Regions from separate parts of the Bombyx mori genome. Here region 1 is linked to region 2. The links are chromatin contacts, called in public Hi-C maps. All regions are on one chromosome and are shown on one strand. Each heading gives the region's core, a stretch centred on a gene start, on an enhancer-like site or on the middle of the called end of the contact. The rest is flanking DNA. Distances are from core to core; before and after follow the strand shown. Region 1 holds the start of LOC101742048 (LIM domain only protein 7). Region 2 overlaps LOC101742048 (LIM domain only protein 7).

What was found. A called contact is a pair of places that touch in the nucleus more often than the background predicts.
Region 1: a contact with region 2 is called in a Hi-C map of whole pupa, with 1.7 times the contacts expected there. The contact joins the promoter of LOC101742048 here to the enhancer-like site in region 2. A contact is called at or near these places in 2 of 7 Hi-C or Micro-C datasets (both in whole pupa).

Annotation. Positions count from the first base shown.
Region 1 is chr7:1,348,479-1,354,306 of ASM3026992v2, reverse strand. It overlaps LOC101742048 (LIM domain only protein 7), which reads left to right and starts at 3,394. Exons shown (of 17, transcript XM_004923229.5): 1 at 3,394-3,650.
Region 2 is chr7:1,265,790-1,271,984 of ASM3026992v2, reverse strand. The region is part of intron 2 of LOC101742048 (LIM domain only protein 7); the gene reads left to right. Among protein-coding and RNA genes, the nearest start is that of LOC134199127, 25 kb to the right of the region's middle. Within about 2 kb of position 4,029, at least 5 of the 8 cell types and tissues checked have open chromatin away from gene starts, as enhancers often do.

The sequences.
Region 1 (5,828 bases), core at 2,145-4,644, 83 kb before region 2:
CACGTAGAACTAGTGTTTCATTCGAAAACATTAATATTTCAACAACAGAACGATAAGATCTGGTATATTTCTGCAAATTCAAATAATGACGCGGATTCGTGCATAGGTTTTTTGTTTTTTTTTGGGTCTCGACCACTGGATCCAATAATTTAGAAGATCTTATACATATCTTGAAAGCCGGAAAATCAGGAATTTATAAAGAAACTAACTGACTCGGCAGACTTCGTAGTGCCTCAATCGATAAATAAAAGACCTAAACTTTTGTATAAAATAAACTTAAAAAAAAACAAAAGGAATCCGTCCGACGGGCGACACATCAAAGGAATAACTAAATTGTTTGTTTTTATATAATTCCGAGCATTTTCATATTTATTCACCTTTTAAGCCTTCTCTGGACTTCCATGAATAATTCAAGACCAAAATTAGGCAGCTTTTCTCGGGTTTTAGCGAAACTAACGAACAGTAATTCATTTTTATAGATATAGATAGATAGATTCATAAAGAAGTACAATCTACGCTTCGATCGGCGGAGGGGTTCCAGCATCAAAATGTACCCTAATTTGGCGATTCGGATTATCGGAAAAAATGTCGATTATTTATTATTACGTTTTTCTTTTTTTGAGGACTGCTTGAATAAGCAAGTTGAGTTTCAAACGTCATTAGTTATACCACGTTGTATTCAATTGGCCTATATACTTCTGTTTTAAGGATCTTTCAATGAATTTGTCGCCAAATGACGTCCGATTTACTTGTTAATCTGCGCACATATCAAATATTAATGACAATTCAATAATTATATTACTCTGGGTTTGTATCCTCATGATGATTATGAGTTTTAATTCGATTTGTTAATGAACTGGTTTTTTTTTTTTTATTAATTGCTTAGGTGGGTTCTGACCCCGTACGGAGATCGGACGTCGGGTGTAAGAGTGCAGGGGAGTCGTTTAGTGGGTGGGCCCTAAAATCCTTGGGCCCGCGATCTGCTCTCAACACCTGCAGATCGTTGAGTCTCACATACCCCGCGCGCCCCCTAGGCGCGGGGACCTCGTAGGAGGTTCGGCCCCCGGCCCGAAAAAAATAATAATAATAATAATATGATGATAGTACCGGCGCTTAGTAAGTCTTCTGTTAAAGCCACAAATTAACAGCTGCTTGGCGATAATAACATAACTCAAGTTATTGGTAATGAAATGAGGACAATAATGATTTATGATCTTGTTTACATCGTAAGAGGGTCCAGAAAGACCCGCAGCCCGCATTTCTATTGTAATAAAACATAGTTAAAGAAATATATTTTTAAGAGCTAATAACCTTCCTTACTTAAACGGTTCATAGCCGAGATCGAAGTATAATATTTATAAACTATAATAGTTTAAAAAAACTAAAAAACCCGCTTTATATAATATTCAACTAAAAATAGAAATTAAATTTTAATAAATTTAAATTAAAAATAGTGTAAAATATATTTTATTGTAAAAAAAATGTGGGGTGCGTATTTTTAAAACTATTAAGTACTTTAACATCAATTCCTGCCTATCGCCTATCGACTATAGATAAAAATTATATAAATTGGCAAAAATCTTATTTTGCAAATTGAATAATGGAATAATCTTATCAAATTAGTGTATTGCCATCGGTCCTCGATAAATCTACAAAGTTTGAATGAAATCTGACCGTTGGAAGTGGGTCAAAATCGCGCTAAAGGTCAGTTACAAACATACAAATGAAGCTAATACAGGGTGGCCCATAAGTCCTTTGAAAAGTAAAATTTGAATAAAACTAACAGGGCGCGCGTGAGCGGTGCAGGGGAAGCGGGGGGAGTAACTTCGGTTTCTGGGAATTTAGTCGCGATGGAGCGTTTTACCGGAGCGGACCGTGCGTTTTGTGTGCGCGAGTTTTATAAAAACGACAATTCGCCAACCGTTGCGCGGCGTAAATTTCGAGAACACAAAGGTTTACACAACTTTGACGACACTCCAACTCTTCAAACGATTAAGAACTGGGTTGCTAAGTTCGAGGAGACCGGTTCGACGTTAGATAAACCGCGGTTGGGTCGCCCAAGGACGTCACGTACGGAACAAAACATAGACACAGTGACACAGTCTATTCGCGAAAATCCGACACAGTCAACTCGTAAGCGCGCCAGAGCATTAAACGTATCCAGGACATCGTTACAACGGATTTTGAAGAAAGATTTACATATGCACCCTTACAAAATTCAGTTGGTTCAAGAATTAAAGGAAACTGACGGTATTCAAAGACAAAATTATGCGAATGAAATGTTGAATCGGTTTACTTCCTTCAATAACATAATGTTCTCTGACGAGGCTCATTTCCATCTTAACGGGCATGTTAGTAAACAAAATTGCCGCTATTGGAGCCCCATCAATCCAAAACTTAAGCATCAGAAGCCCTTACATAGTCCGAAAGTGACTGTTTGGGCCGCTATGTCAGCCCATGGTATCCTAGGGCCTTACTTCTTTGAGGATGGCAGAGGGCGCGCAGTTACTGTTACGTCGGAGCGATATGTGGCTATGATCGAAGAGTTTTTCATACCAGAATTGCAAAACTTTTCAGGCTTTAATGCCAGGACGTGGTTTCAACAGGATGGGGCCACTTCTCACACCTCTAACACTGCTATGCCCGTTATCCGTCAACTTTTTCCTGGCAAAGTTATCTCTAAGAGAGGAGACATTTCCTGGCCTCCACGTAGTCCAGATCTGACCCCGATGGATTTTTTTTTGTGGGGCTACCTTAAGGCTAAAGTATACGACACAAACCCGCGGTCAATTGAGGCCCTAAAAGAAAACATCCGCAGAGAAATGACAAGCATTTCAGCAGTGACGTGCCGCGCAGTCATCGACAATTTTAGACGTCGTTTGCAAGAGTGCCGTGATCGCAACGGATTACATTTAGGAGATGTTATTTTCAAAAAATAATTCCCGTTTTTTAAGCTTTTTATGTAAATAAAAATTTAATTCATAATGTAATTAGTTTTATTTTAATAAAAATTTTTTCATATCAAAGGACTTATGGGCCACCCTGTATAAAGCGTGTAAAAAGCACTAAAATCCCTCACGGCCTGATATGACAGTGTTTGACGTTAAACAAAATTAAATACATTTAAAATTGATTCAAGTACGAGTAACAGTTTCTGTTAAATAATAATTAAATCTAGTTACATTTCTACATTTTATTTTAAAATTATTTATGAGTAAAGAACGAAAACAAATCCTAACCAATCTGTTCGGAAATCAAAATGAAACAATAATGAACTGTCGGAATAAATATAACAAAGCTGTATTTCGGATGAACTTTATTCACTATTTACGCCATTATTGAATACGCCATGTCAAATTTTACGTTACGTTTCGTTGCGCTTCGCTAGAGGCGCTCAGATCGGCAGTCAGTCGCGCTGCGTCGCGCCAGTTGGATGTGTGTCTAAGGTTCTTTTGCCACTCCTCGTGACAAACCGTGAACCGTATTTAGAACTGACCCGTGAAATAATACAATTACACGCAAAACATTTGTGAATAAAAACGTTTATATGTGCTCTAGAAGTGTACAGGACCGACCGAGACTTAACTAAATTGTCTACACAGCAGAAAAAACGTAATCTTCTAAGCATCTCCGGCGTTGTCTCTCGTTGCGTGAGTGTTTTAAAGTTATTTTAACTGTACTTTCCATGGTTTGCCATGCCACGCCGCCTCGTAGACGCCTAGGAATATTACTATAAAACATATTACTATGACATACGTTACAGATTGTAAAATAACACATTATATTGCATAGGAGACGAAGTAGGTCGCGTTTCGAAATTAAGGAACAAGCCAATCTCGTCGATTTTAGACGTAAACGGCAACAGTGAAATAGTTGCTAGAGATTAAATCTTCCAAGAACGTTCAGATCGGGTTTCTGGCCAATACATTTACCGGATTTTCGTGTACAAGGAAATAATTACTGTGGCAAAACAATGTACGTAGTTCAAGACAAAGATTGACTCCATATGTGGAGATATTGAAACTATTTTGTGCTCACATACCTAGGTCCTCCAATAGACTCAAGTACGTAATTAAATGGTAAGGTGAATAAACGAGTAATGGATAACAAAGTAATTTTTCGCGCAAAATTTTCTGTATATCTTATTATTCATTGTTATAATCGGCATTCGTCTAAGACACGGGAGGAAATCTCTCTCAATGAAGCGTACAGTAATCCAAGTTTTACCTAATACCTACCGTCAAATTCCATTTGTTGCATTGAAAAAAGCATAGATTTCATATAATGAATTCAATTAAATTGCAAATGGAATGAATACTAGAAACGGAAAGTTAATGTCTGTATGAAATAATAATATTTTAATGTAAATAATAATTCATCCATCATTTTTGTTCAAGTAGGTAGTAACATATTTTCAAAATTTTAAGTCAAATATACAAAGGGTAAGTATTCAAATTAATATGGGTGAATGTGAATTCGGTTATGAATAAAAATATGAAGGCTGGTCATTCGAGTTTTGTCGTTGTAATAATTGAAAATACTTTTTCAATTTTTAATTTCGTTTTCGATCATTACCGAGGTTTCGTATACTTTATATTATTTGTGGATACGTGGCAATGAAGGTACTCGTATCGTGAACACATTTGGCCAAGTACGTATTTCATTAAAAAAATTGGTACCCGCCTGCGGAATTCGAATACCTTTTTTTTTTTTCTACCTAAGCTGGTAGCCTGGAGCGGCTATTCCAGCGTAACCGTGGCTAGTAGGTGAGCTCACGGGGCTCAAACCTGACAACGATGCTAACACGAACCCTAGCAAGATCCGTGCTTCGCAGAATCTACTACCGGATCGGAAACGCGACCCACTGAGAAGATCCGGCGAGAAACTCAGTGGGCTGTGTCTGAGAGTTAATTTACTCGTCGAGCCCTTCGTCGCAAGCGACGGGTTCGACGAGAACGGTGACCGGTGCTTGAAGTACCTAAAAGCACCGTTAGTAGATCGGGAGGATCCGAGATGACGTGTAAGGTGCATCGCTAGAGATACGAACGCACCGGACGTCTTATCCTTTAGGCCACGACGACTTCAAACAAGACGTATGTTATGGTTATTCTTGCAAAATATTCATTCACTAAATTTAGTAAAGTTTTTTTGCTGAATATTTGATAAGTATTTCAAAATTATTTTCGTATAAAAACATTGCGATTCGATACAAATATTTTCATAGTCACGAAACATGATTTTGCGCAAGTCTTTCTAATGAATATGTAAATTTTTTCACATTCTTCCACACGTTTGCATCGATCTGTTGTCCGAATTTAGATTTGCACGTATTTATTATATTACACAAGGCTTTGAAATACATAGACGTGTGAACGTGATCACGATCGAACCGGTGTTATGGGGTTACCTAAGCAACGTAAATGCCTCCACCCAACTTGAAACATGAGGCAGATGTCTCAATTATATCGTATAACGGTTGTCTCACGTCCCGCATGACTAGTTCGCACCCGAATTTTTTTTATTGCTTAGATGGCTGAACGAGCTCCCAACCCACCTGGTGTTAAGTGGTTACTGGAGCCCATAGACATCTACAACGTCAACGCGCCACCCACCTTGAGATATAGGTTCTAAGGACTTAAATATAGTTACAATGGTTGCGCCACCCTTCAAACCGAAACGCATTACTGCTTCACGGCAGCAATAGGCAGGGCGGTGGTACTTACCCACGTGGACTCACTAGTAAGACGGCAGTACCTATTGGTGCACCTTAAAATATAAAAACATTACTCATAGAACCTTCGGAACCAAACAAATGTTCTTTTGAACTG
Region 2 (6,195 bases), core at 2,780-5,279:
TATTAAAAAAAAAAACAATTTTTATAAACACTGTCGATAAACTTAACAAAACTGATAAAATAGTAGTGATTCTAGAAAAATAATAATGATGTTGTAAAATGTAAATCATGATTTATGTCGTCAAATGTGCAATCGACTTATCAATATTTCAACAAAGCAATAATTATCGCGAATTTTCAATTAAGTTCATTCTCGATAACACTAGTTCGCTCAGGATTACATTCATCAAGTCACTGGAAAAGATATAAAAACGATAGTTATGAATAGTTTGACTCGAACAAAAGTATATCTCTTTTAATATTAACTATTATTTAATATTAACCACGTCTTAATATGCTATTCACATAGTAATGACCATGGGCTCCGGTAACCACTTAATACAAAGTGGTCCATGTGCTCGTTTTCCCATTACACAGCAATAAAACGTTTTTATAAAACGCTATTTACACAAATACAACAGAATAAATAAATGATTAAAGTAATAAATAAATATAAAACGTCTCTAACGTCGACTTCCTTGGCACAGTTAGTAGTGGTTCTGACCTATGGTTCAGAGGTCGTGGGGTCGCCTCCGGGGACACATAGATTACAACGTATGTGGTTTTTTTTAAATAGTTTTTATCGATAAATGAAAGACCTAAACTTTTCTATAAAATAAACATAAAACAAAAAAAAGGAAAAACAAAATTGTTATTTTTATTTAATTCCGAGCAATTTCATATTTATCTTACCTTTTAAACCTTCACTGGACTTCCACAAATAATTCAAGACCAAAATTAGCCAAATCGGTCCAGTCGTTCTCGAGTTTTAGCGAGACTAACGAATAGAAATTCATTTTTATATATATAGATAGATTTATTTTGCTTACCTATTGCTAGTCACCTCGAGGGGTTATGTTAGCTTCAACAAATGTCTAGGCGAGCTCACGGAGCTTAATCTGGAGACTTTGCTAACTACACTAACACTAGCCCTAGCAAGAGCAGTGCGTCACTGAATCTACCATCGGATCGGAAACACGACCCACTGAGAAGGTCCGGCGAGAAACTCAGTGGGCTGTGTCTGTGGGTTAATTTTCACGACCAACCCTTCGTCGCATTCGTCGGGTTCGACAAGAACGGAGACCAGTGGCATATTTAGCAGCGTTTCTTTTCTCTAAAATTGCAATATCGATTGATAGTGGTTTAACGGTTAGAAATAAACTAGAACATCTAATCAATTGTTGGTATACTGTAAATCTTGAGAAGCTAATCTTAAACGAACGGTCCGCCAGCGGAACGAAAACAAAGTCGTAATAAGAAACAAGACAGTCATAGTTTACACAGTTATCTCAATACTACTAACGTTCTCTTTGCGGGAAAGGGATGACACATGTTCTTTTTTTTCTTTTTCTTACCTATGCTGATACCCTTGAGAGGCTATTTCAGCTAACGCCCTAACGTGTGTAGGTGAGCTCACGGGGTGAGCAAGAGTAGTGCTTCGCAGAATCTACCATCGGATCGGAAACGCGACCTACTGAGAAGATCCGGCGAGAAACTCAGTGGGCTATATCTATGGGTTAATTCGCTCGTCGAGCCCTTCGTCGCCAGCGACGGGTTCGACGAGGACGGTGACCGGTGCTTGTAGTGCCTAAAAGCACCGTTAATAGATCAGGAGGATCCGTAATGACGTGCTTGCATGCTCTTCCAATTCACCCTAAAAATCTATATATATAAAAATGAATTGCTGCTCGTTAGTCTCGCTAAAACTCGAGAACGGCTGGACCGATTTGGCTAATTTTGGTCTTGAATTATTTGTGGAAGGTCCAGAGAAGGTTTAAAAGGTAGATAAATGAATGAAAATGTTCGGAATTAAATAAAAATAACAATTTTGTTTTCCCTTTGATGTGTCCCCTTCCTTTTGTTTGTTTTAAGTTTATTTTACGGATGGACGGATTCCTTTTGTTTGTTTTAAGTTTATTTTACACAAAAGTTTAGGTCTTTTATTTATCGATTGAGGCACTACGAAGTCAGCCGGGTCAGCTAGTTTACAATAATTACCTATAAAGATGAATTTTTATTAAGGGCCAACGGAATACGCCTTAGTTCTTCGAAATCGTTTCACGAACCTAATAAGAGCAGCCGAACAACAAAAACACATTTATGGAATCGCTCGCAAAACTAACAGAAGCCACTTGAGAACACATGCGCTGAAGTTTCTCTCCGCCTACAGTATTAAGCTTGCCACTGACACTGCACTTGTTGATAGGTCTACGCCATAACAGGAATGCGACTAAAGATATCGTTCCGAACCCGACCGCAAAAGAAGCGACTTGCAGCATTGCCGAACCGCAATTAGCAAGCGATGTTACTGGCTTAATATGTTTTTTTATTGCTTAGATGGGTGGACGAGCTCACAGCCCACCTGGTGTTAAGTGGTTACTGGAGCCCATAGACATCTACAACGTAAATGCCGCCACCCACCTTGAGATATAACTTCTAAGGTCTCAGTATAGTTACAACGGCTGCCCCACCCTTCAAACCGAAACGCATTACTGCTTCACGGCAGAAATAGGCAGAGCGGTGGTATCTACCCGTGCAGACTCACAAGATGTCCTACCACCAGTAATATCTGTGTGCATTAGAAATGTTTTATATGAGCTCGTCCACCCATCTAAGCAATAAAAAAAAAAGATTTGGAAGATCAAACTCAGAAATGACCTTCATTAAATCCAACTAACTCTTGTTTAGTTAAAAATAAATATTCGTAATCGTAATCTATCTATCTCTATATATAAAAATGAATTGCTGTTCGTTTGTCTCGCTAAAACTCGAGAACGGCTGGACCGATTCGGCTAATTTTGGTCTTGAATTATTTGCGGAAGTCCAGAGAAGGTTTCAAAGGTAGATAAATATGAAAATTCTCGGAATTAAATAAAGTTTAGGTATTTAACTTATCGATTAAGGCACTACGAAGTCTGCCGGGTCAGCTAGTAATTATATACAAATATAAACAATTCCCTGATTTGCAAAAATACTACTAAACCAAAAATTAACTTTTTCCCTATTCATTTAAGGAATGTTTTTGCACAAGTCGCGTGACGTATGGCTCGCATGAGTCACTCGAATGTACAGTACAACGATGTGTTTCTCCCACATGGTATTCTCATTATAAAAGCAATATGTGGTCATCGTGTGGGAGACTATTCTCATTTTATTTAAAATATTTCGTGATTCAACGATGAAAACAATCGAATCCGGGATCGCGCGGATTCCTGACAGACTTATCGCTATTTTATTCAACAAAAGCTTTCCGTTTTTCTGAACACACCTCGCTATTATCTCTATATCTTTTTCAATTTACCTTTTAAACTCCGGTATCCGGATCGGATTCCAAAATCAAACTTTGCTTAAGATAAACTTTTGGTTTTCCGAGATCTGTATGGACTACTGCTGTCTCGTGTGAGCATATCATTTCCGGCACCTATTACTCAAGAAAAGTCCAAATAAAGATTCTGGTCATTAATTATAATCAATAATGTATTATTGTTACACTAGGAAAATTGATGTTTCGTTAAAATAATTCAAAATGTCTGTCGTATGATTGTGTGGGTAGTTTGATATTAGCGCTTTTCTTGGATTAATTTTTAATACTGTTAACAGTAACGGCAGTGCTTTTGGTTGTCGTCAGGTTTGTTAGGTTACGTTGACATAGCCTCTCAAGGCTATCAGCTTAGGTAGGAATTTAAAAAAAGTACTTTTGTCTATCATCCAGAAAGGTATCTTTGAATAAGGTTTGACGGGAGTCTTCGGCAGGAAGCCGCGGCTTAGCTGTGTCTCTGGTATTTATAACGTCCATGAGCAATGGTAACACGCCACCAGATAGACCATACGCACAGCTGTCTACAATGGCTATAAGAACAAAAAAAAAACAAAAAAATAAAAAAACAAATAAAATTGAAATATTGTAAAATGCCGTCAACTGCCGGATACTGTGAAACACAACCTTGTTACGCGATGTGAACGAAGGTGTCTCCCGTCTCATTGTTTCGATTGTCATGAAATACTCGACACTATCTTTTGAGGTTATCTTCAGGTCGAATTGTTGAATTATATTCAATATTATTTATTATAATCATCTAGTTATATTTATTTAGTAACATAACAGGCTGTCTGTTGTTTTATAGCGGTGGCTGAGCTGAAGCCACTATGTCTGTATAGATATCATGTGGTTTGTGAACTGTTACCGGTTTTGGTATTTTGAAAAGTCGAACACAATGTTCTCATAAACAATTTGGTCACGTATGTCAAAACGTAGCCACGGCCCATCGAATACTGAGCGATTATCAGAATCCACCGACAACGTGACCCAAAAGTTGCCACTCTTCTTGAGGCAATAGTTGTAAACCCCTATTTTATTAGAACAAACAAACTTTACTCTACAGACAGAAAGATGGGTGGTAAAACGTCAATACGAAATACTCGTGATGAGAATTCGGAGGAGGAGTAGAGGACTTTTACTGGTGGTAGGACCTCTTGTCCGCACGGGTAGGTACCACCACCTCGTCTATTTCTGCCGTGAAGCAGTAATGCGTTTCGGTTTGAAGGTTGGAGCAGCCGTTGTAACTATACTTGAGACCTTAGATCTTATATCTCAAGGTGGGTGGCGCATTTACGATGTAGATGTCTATGGGTTCCAGTAACCACTTATACAAAATGTTTGATCGTCGTTAGTCATACAGCTTAGGATAATATCTTTCATAATTTCGTTATTTTGTTATGTTGGAAAAGAACAGAACTGCAGAGTAATTTCGGTTTAGTTTACTTGAAACCTGGTACACGACCATGCGATGTCTTGGTGTGAATCAATTTCCCATTAATCTTCTATTTATTAGTGTAGACAGGAAAACGACCTCGAAATATCTTGTTCTTCTGTCTACCATCAGAACGCGTGATTGCTTCGAGACTGAATGGACAGTGGTACCAGTTCATCCGTGCATATACCACACTCTACCACCTACACAGCAAAGAAACGCTTGGGCTCCAGTAAACACTTAACACCAGGTGGGCTGTGCACTCGTCCACACATCTAAGCAATAAAAAAATAAAAAAGGAAATAAGGTAACCATACTATAACTACGCACAGGTGATCGGGAAGTAGGAAGTAGTAGTAGGAGAAAAATATCGAATACCCGTATCTTATGATTAATTGACTGATGTGCTATCATCAAATGAGATGACCAGTCCTCAAATTTCGATGTACTTAAAATCAATTTAATTAAAATTACGTGTTCGCCACATTCATCAATTACTCATCGTGCAGACGTTTACAAAAATATTGCGATTGATCACGGAACGACAGACTCGAACAGAATTGACGACGTAGATATTAAACTTATGATTTTTTATTATAAAAAAGTAACAAATTACAAGCTGAAAAATTATGACACCCTGCCTATTTCTGCCGTGAAGCAGTAATGCGTTTCGGTTTAAAGGGTTGAGTAGCCGTTGTAACTATACTTGAAAACTTAGAACTTATATCTCAAGGTCGGTGACGCATTTACGATGTAGATATCTATGGGCTCCAGTAACCATTTAACACCAGATGGGCTGTGAGCTCGTCCACTCATCTAAAGAATAAAAAAAGGTAACAAGTGCTACACGCATTTGGAACAGAGTCCCTCTGCGTCTACAGTGGGACTTCGGTGTTTTGTGCCGTAAGCTCCACAGGGACTGCTCTGAGAAATGATTCCTGACTTCCATAAGTATCATAGACCACTGGGGTACGCCGAGTGCTCCTCTGCATATTACGTTGGCCGAAAAACATGATCGTTGTCGAGGACGCAAAGACGACAGCTCTAACAATTACACTCTAAAATCTAGATTTTGCTATTATTATTTTTATGCAAAGTCCTCAATGTATTAATAGTATTAAAGCAACTAGTAATCAACTGACCGGTGAGGTCAACGGCCTTGAGGGAGCCTAGGGGTGCGCTTTTTAATTGCATTTTCATTATAATAATATGTGAGTTAAGGATCTATAAACTTATCTAATTTAGTAGTCTGATTTATTATAAGGCTAGAACATGATACTCGTTTCGTCACAGCGAATGTAATGTTTACAACTTGTATACAATCGGACATAAGCAAATTTAATTTCCCAAATTCACATTTTATGAACGCAAATAAAAATCAGTGATGCGTACCAAAACTAACAACC